2 separate regions of the Sus scrofa genome follow, and region 2 is linked to region 1. The links are chromatin contacts, called in public Hi-C maps. All regions are on one chromosome and are shown on one strand. The core of a region is the stretch at or near the end of the contact, and the rest is flanking DNA. Distances in the headings are between cores, read along the strand shown. Region 1 has its middle 37 kb from the start of PLEKHG3. Region 2 holds the start of LOC102158547.

Evidence for each region. Hi-C and Micro-C count contacts between places; a contact is called where the count stands out from the background.
Region 2: a Hi-C map of blood shows a contact between it and region 1, with 2.2 times the contacts expected there. The contact joins the promoter of LOC102158547 here to the enhancer-like site in region 1. A contact is called at or near these places in 1 of 5 promoter capture datasets (liver), 8 of 47 Hi-C or Micro-C datasets (blood, liver, retroperitoneal adipose tissue and 1 more) and 2 of 2 datasets of contacts at active chromatin or transcription factors (alveolar macrophages and skeletal muscle).

What each region holds. Positions count from the first base shown.
Region 1 is chr7:88,725,940-88,729,399 of Sscrofa11.1, forward strand. No RefSeq gene overlaps it. Among named protein-coding and RNA genes, the nearest start is that of PLEKHG3, 37 kb to the right of the region's middle. Within about 2 kb of position 1,877, at least 11 of the 83 cell types and tissues checked have an H3K27ac peak or open chromatin away from gene starts, as enhancers often do. A contact at or near this core is called in retroperitoneal adipose tissue, where this site is marked.
Region 2 is chr7:88,764,888-88,768,347 of Sscrofa11.1, forward strand. It overlaps LOC102158547, which reads right to left and starts at 1,863. Exons shown (of 4, transcript XM_021100073.1): 1 at 1,802-1,863; 2 at 97-336. The coding sequence starts at 1,863. All of the region lies in intron 1 of PLEKHG3 (pleckstrin homology domain-containing family G member 3), which reads left to right.

The sequences.
Region 1 (3,460 bases), core at 627-3,126:
TGTTTTTATTTCTATTGCCTTGGAGACTGACCTAAGAAAACATTGGTACGATTTATGTCAGAGAATGTTTTGCCTATGATCTCTTGAAACAGCATATGATTTTAAGTCCGAGGGGAAGGTGAATCCCATTTTCTTCAATAGTTGGCTAAATCTCTCTAAAGGCATTCAGCCCGTTCTTTTCCAGGCTCTGTCCTAGGATGACATTTCACATCCTGGAGACCAATAACATGGACAACACAGAGGCCACAATGGACAAAAGGAAACGTGTTGGCTTCCTCAGTAGAATCAATGCCACTTTGGAGCTCGTGTTGTGGCTCAACAGTAATGAACGGGACAAGTATCTGTGAGGATGCGGTTCAATCCCTGGCCTCGCTCAGTGGGTTAAGGATCCGGCGTTACTGTAAGCTGTGGTGTAGGTCACAGACACAGCTTGGATCTTGTGTTGCTGTGGCTGTGGTATAGGCCAGCAGCTGTAACTCTGATTCAGCCCTTAGCCTGGGAACTTCCATATGCTACAGGTGTGGCCCTAAAGAACAACAACAACCAAAGAAAGAAAGAGAGAGAGAAAGAGAAAGAGAAAGAAAGAAAGAAAGAAAGAAAGAAAGAAAGAAAGAAAGAAAGAAAGAAAGAAAGAAAGAAAGAAAGAAAGAAGAAAGAAAGATTGATTAAAAGAAAAATGAAATGAAACCCACTTCTTTCAAGGTCAGCCTGGTTTCAGGGATACTGTCTGCATGGGAAGAGGTGGCTAGAGCTCTCATCCCCCAGAATTCACCTTCTCCTGGAGATTTCTCCCTAATCTCACAGCAAGGAAAGCTGCAGCCCTTCCCCACCCTCATGAGAATTTTGCCTTCACCACCCACTTTAGTGGAACTGGGTTTGATTTTATTGAGTGTGTCAGTGAGTTTCTTTGCCCTGCGACTTGAGAATTCTTTAGCTTCACTTGAGCTTTCAGGATCCTTGGTGCTTAATTGAGACAATGATAATAATAACAATCATAGCAGCTACTATTTTTGAGCCCTTCTTATGTGCCCAATGCATATGGATTCTCTCATTCCATCTCTGCTACAACCCAGTGGGTTGGTTCCTATGCCATCTCTGCTACAACCCAGTGGGTTGGTTCCTATGATCACCTCATTTTACAGATGGAGAGACTGAGGCACTGAGAGGTTGGGTAACTTCCTCACAGCCTTTTGGGTAGTCAGTAAAGAAGTTTAGGGCTAGAACCTGTAGTCTGAATTCCACATCACTCAACCATGAAGGGAATTGAATAAATACAGACACTGCCTCCCCACCCCTGTTGCCTTTGGAGCATGGATAAAGCCTAAGGTCTTTGATGGTACCAGTTTTATTAAAAAGTTTGACTACAGGTACTCCCTTGTGACTGAGCAGGTTAAGGATCCAACGTTGTTGCTGGTGTGGCTCTGGTCACTTGCTGGAACATGTTTGATCCCTGGCCCCAGGAATTTCTGCATGCCTCTGGGGAGGCCAAAAAAAAAAGGTCAGTGACATTAGGGAAGGGTTGTCATGCAGGGAGAAAGCCAGCATCACACAACCACACTCTCTTCTGGCAGGTACTCTCTTTCCCATATGCTCCCCACCCACCACTGCCCCCAAGAGCAAGTTCCCTTCCTGCTTGAGACCCAAGGAGACATTCAGTTCTCTGGGCATGACCCTTTGCAAAGGCTCGTAGAGGGCGATGAAGGGGTGTGTGGCTTCTTAGAGGTGCAGTCAGCTTGCAAATGTCTGACACAACCAGAAAGAGAAACACTTCTGAGGTCCTCCCTTGTAGGCAAATTGAGCCCTGCCCCTAAGCACAGATGCTCTTCCCTCCTATGTTACCTTTTCACCTCCTATTTCTTCACCACTGTGAAAGCAACACTCAACGGGGCATGTAAAGACACCGTCCCTGCCCTGGAGACTCAGAATCTGTCGCCATCGCTATGAGGTGAGAAGGAAATTGCAGTGCTGAGGTTTCTTGCTTCTTCCTCCCTGAGTGAGAAAGAACCCCAACTGTTGACAAACCCCAAACCAATCAACAAAATGAGGCTGGGTGGTTGCTGGGCAGCAGGGCTACCTCTGTGGCAAATAAGATCACGAGATACCTGGGCACGGAAACCAAGGTGACAGAACAGAGGGGAAAAAGGGGAGGAGAAAGTTTGAGAAGGGAGATGCCTGAAGCTCAAAGGGAGTGAGACCAGTGTGTGCAGTGGATTCCCAGGTACCCAGGCTGCTGAGGTCCGGCCTGCCAGGAGGTGAGGAGGAGAGAAGGGACATGGGGGAGGAGGGATCTGAAAAGAGGGCTTCTGTATCCCAACGGGCAAGAAGGAACACCTTGGAAAGAAAAGCAAACTTTTCAGAGAACCAACAGGATTAGGACATTAAATATCCAGACCCACTGACAGCACCATTCTGTATATATTATGCCTCATAAATATGGCTTAAAAATAAACTAGGGATCAGAGTTCCCATCGTGGCTCAGTGGTTAACGAATCCGACTAGGAACCATGAGGTTGTGGGTTCAATCCCTGGCCTTGCTCAGTGGGTTAAGGATCCAGCGTTGCCCTGAGCTGTGGTGTAGGTTGCGGACGTGGCTCGGATCCCAAGCTGCTGTGGTTCTGGCATAGGCCAGCAGCTACAGCTCCGATTAGACCTCTAGCCTGGGAACCTCCATATGCTGCGGGAGCGGCCCTAGAAAAGGCAAAAAGACAAATAAATAAATAAAAATAAATAAATAAACTAGGGATGGGAGTTCCTGTTGTGGCTAAGTGGGTTAAGAACCTGACTAGTATCTGTGAGGACATGAGTTCAATCCCTGGCCTCACTCTTTGGGTTAAGGATCCGGTGTTGCTGTGAGCTGTGGTGTAGGTCACAGATGTGGCTTGGATCTGGCATTGCTGTGGCTGTGCATTGGCCTGTATCTGCAGCTTCGAATCAACTCCTTGCTGGGGAACTTCCATATGCTACAGGTGTGGCGGTAAAAAGGAAAAAAAAAAAAGCTAGAGGTGTCAAAATTACATACTATAACTCAGGTGCATTAAAAAAGAGAAAAATTTAGGCTCTTTATTTCTTAGAACATATATAAGCTTCTTCACAGATTCATGTTAGGTGGGAGAATTTAAACTTGCCAATTAAAGGAAAAATCAGTCTTTTCCACTTTAAGATTCTTTTATTAAATTAGTTCAGTCTTTTTTGCATAAATATTCGTTCAATCCCTGCCTGCTCTATTACCTGCTCTCCACGGGTAACTGTACCCCTTCATGCACCCACCCGCCCCTACTCTGTGTGTAGCTCTGGGATAATAAAGAGGGTAGCTGGTCTGGGCGCCAGATCCTTGCTGTCCTCTAGTCCTCATTGACCTCTACAGAGATGCTGGCATTCACGGTTGATGTCCTGGCTGGTGGCGCCTGATGGTTCACCCGGTTCTTTGGTCCTGTGTCAGCTCTGCTGGTTCTGTACATAC
Region 2 (3,460 bases), core at 613-3,112, 39 kb after region 1:
TCTCAGGGCGACCCTCCAGGGCTGGAGCTCGGGAGGCTACTGCCAGGAGACATTTTTTGTCCTTTAGCCCCCACCCCGGAAACGAAAGGAGCGTACACGCCGGGTGACTCCAGGAGGCTCAGTTTGAAATCTGGGAAGCCTGCGAGGTTGCGCCCACCCGCGCCCACGGCAGGAGGTTTTAGGAGGGCTGGTCTTTGCCTCGCACTGTGGACCCGGGCAGGGTAAACTCTTTTGGGCAAGGAACCGAGCCTCTGGTCCCGGTAGCTCGAGAGGCGCCAGCAGCCTGTTCCGGGTTGGTGCCACACGGTACTCGCTCTGGGAATCTCAGATCGTATCCTAGAGGGATTAGATTGGGGGCCAGAAAAGGGGCGTCGGGGAGTCGAAAGCACATAGGCGATTGCCCGCCACGGTCTCAACCTCGCCCACTCCCAAAGTGGGTTCGGTTAATTTTCTCCCTCTTCTTAGCCCTTTGGTTTGGAAAGCTAAGAGAAGGGGTGCAAACTTGAAAATTTCAAGACTTTTTAGGGAGCTGCTTTTTACTCTTTGGAGCTGCTTTTGAAAACAAAAGGAAGAACCGAATGGGAACTGTAATAGTGGGGGAGGCTGGAGGGGTGTGGCCTGGGGTGGGGCGATGTTAGTGGCCACTGTTAAGAGCTGCACCCTTGAAGTCACTCACTAAACTGTTGGCAGATGAAAGGGCCGGTCTCCTGTTCTGGGGCTCCCAAGAGACGATCTGGACTGCATCACCCTACAGGGAACCCCGGGCTGGGAGTTCCCAGGGTCTCCTCAGCCCTGCCTCTGTGCGCTGCCCAGCCACACCGGCCTTGCTTAAGAAATAATAAGCAGGGAGAGTAATGACAGCCCCCAGGCCTTCCCACAGAGCATTTTGTCTGCCTCCCTTCAGGAAAGTGCCTTTCCAGCCTCTCCTATGCTGGATTCGGAGTGGAATCCTGAGTGACTTCACCCCAATCATTTCCAGCAGAAAACCTAGAGAATAAGAACCGCAAAGAGGTGTACCCCTTCTCTGTTCACCCTCTTCGCTGTGGTCCTGCTCCTGCTGTTAACACTCCTGCCTCTGCTGCCCCCTTCCCTTCCCAGAAGGCCGGGCAACCCCTTGGCTCCCCAGGTATATTGCTCTGGTGATGAGGCAGGGAGTGGGCATGGGCTGAACTGAGTCAGAGGGAGGGGGTTTGCCTAGGAGCTGCCATGAGCTTTCCTACTGCCTGTTATTAGAAGTGGCATATCTGGGATAGTGGGACAACCCCAGGCCTGGGTAGGAGTCCAGCACAGGATTTTGCCTGAGTTTTAGTCCTGGCTCTACTCTGTGGCATCAGGGATTGATAGAGTCATTTGGGCTGGAAGGCACCTGAGATGAGCCTATGCCCCCTGCCCATGAAGGCAGCAGAGCCCAGAGATGGGAGCCTGGTTCCTCCTGTTGGCCAAATAGGGGCCAAAACTCAGATTTCCTCACTGTCGAATCTGTGCTTTCTCCAACATGACCTGAGCAAGTCACATATCTTCTCTGACTCAGTTTCCACATGAATAGAATTGGGTCCTTGCCTGCTTTTCCTCAGAGGCTCTGGTAAGGATCAAAATGTGTCCTGTACATGGAGAGAGCTGCAAAAACTCCTGTGCAGAATAAAGGGCTCACTGTGGCTGGCAACGGTGGGGCGGGGCTCGAGAGCTTTACAATTTAGTGCATGTGTCCCATATGTGCCAAGGAGAGAGTAGATAACCAGGAGCCAATAGTGGACATTTATACCCTGGCCTCTAGTATTTCAGCTCCAGAGTAAACATTTGCTTTACCAGATCCACAGCTATCCCCGGGTCACTGTGTTTACACTGGAGGTGGCCAAAGGCCATGGCCTGAGAGATGACAAGGGCAGGAGGGGAAGAGGACCTATGTTCCAGATGTATGGCTTGCGCCTTCAGCCCCACTCTCCTCTCAGAACCTTGCGAAAGCTCAGATTCCACGCCTGGGGGTGGGGTGGGGGGGTTGCTGCCAGCCCAGGCTAAGCACTGACTTTGAAGGGTTCTTGGTGAAACCATCTAGCTATTCCCTGTTGTGTGGAGGGGACTCTGGGCGCTGGGCGGACGGGGTTTGTGTGTGTTGCCTTTGCAGCTGCACTGAGGGCTGTCTTCAGCTCCTCACTAGCAGCCACCCCCACCCCCCCATCACAATCCCAGGCTCCCCCTCTGACCCGGCCACTGTGCAGTCCTGTCTCTCTGGCCAGCTGCATGTCCATAGGCCTTTGTTTCAGAGTGGTAAGCCCGCCCTCCCCAGCAGAAGTCCTCAGGCTTGGGCCCTGGCAGCTGGAAATTACTACTAACCAGCAGGAAGGCTTTACTGGAGTCCACAGGGGACCTGGCAGACCTTCATTTCCTCTTGGAGGTCCCATCTGGAGCCCCCACCTTGCCCCTGACCAGGTTCTCTCACCATCTTTTCCCACCTCTCCTTTCTTCCCCTGAATGGATAGATTGTCCTCCTTTGCTTCCTGCACTCACTGCTCTTAGCTGTATTTTAAAGTATTCATTCAACAGGTTTTTTTTGGGGGGGGGGAAGCATCACTGGACGCAGGGGACAGCAGTGAACAAAACATACAACAATCATTGGCCTTGGAGTTTCCGTTGTGGCTCAGTGGTTAACAAATCCGACTAGGAACCATGAGGTTGCACGTTCGATCCCTGGCCTTGCTCGGTAAAGGATCTGGCGTTGCCGTGAGCTGTGGTGTGGGTTGCAGATACGGCTCGGATCCTGAGTTGCTGTGGCTCTGGCATAGGCCAGTGGCTACAGCTCCGATTCGACCCCTAGCCTGGGAACCTCCAAATGCCGCAGGAGTGGCCCTAGAAAAGACAAAAAACAAACAAAAAACAATCATTGGCCTCGTGGATGACTTCTAGTGGGGGAAGCAGACAATAAGCAGAACAGACAATTGAAAGGGAAGGTAAGTTAATGATAATTAGTGAAATCTGATGGGGAAGGTGGATGGAATTGTCATGGGGGTGAGGGGAGAGGGTGTTTCAGATTGGGGTGCCTAGGAGGCATCCTGAGGAAGGGATATTTGGTAATTACTGAAGGAGGAATTTCCTCTCATCTCTGATGTCCTCTTGAAACCCAGTTCAGGCAACTCACTGCAGCACTGAGGAGCAGGGCTTGGAATTGCATATACTGGGATTCAGATCCCGGCTTGACAGCTTGCTAGCTCCTGCGGTGCTAAACTCCTTTGAGCCTGTGTTTCTCACCTGTAAAGTGGAGTTAGTCATCATACCTACCATGTATGGTTTTATGAGACTGAACAGTGAGCTAACATGTGTTAACTTCTTAGGGCTTATAGAGCTATTCAGTAAGTGACAGTCTTTTTTTTTTTTTCCTTCTTCTTTGGCTGTCCCAGAGCATATGGAGTTCCCAGGCCAGGGATCAGATCAGAGCAGCAGTTGCAACCCAAGCAGCAGCTGTGGC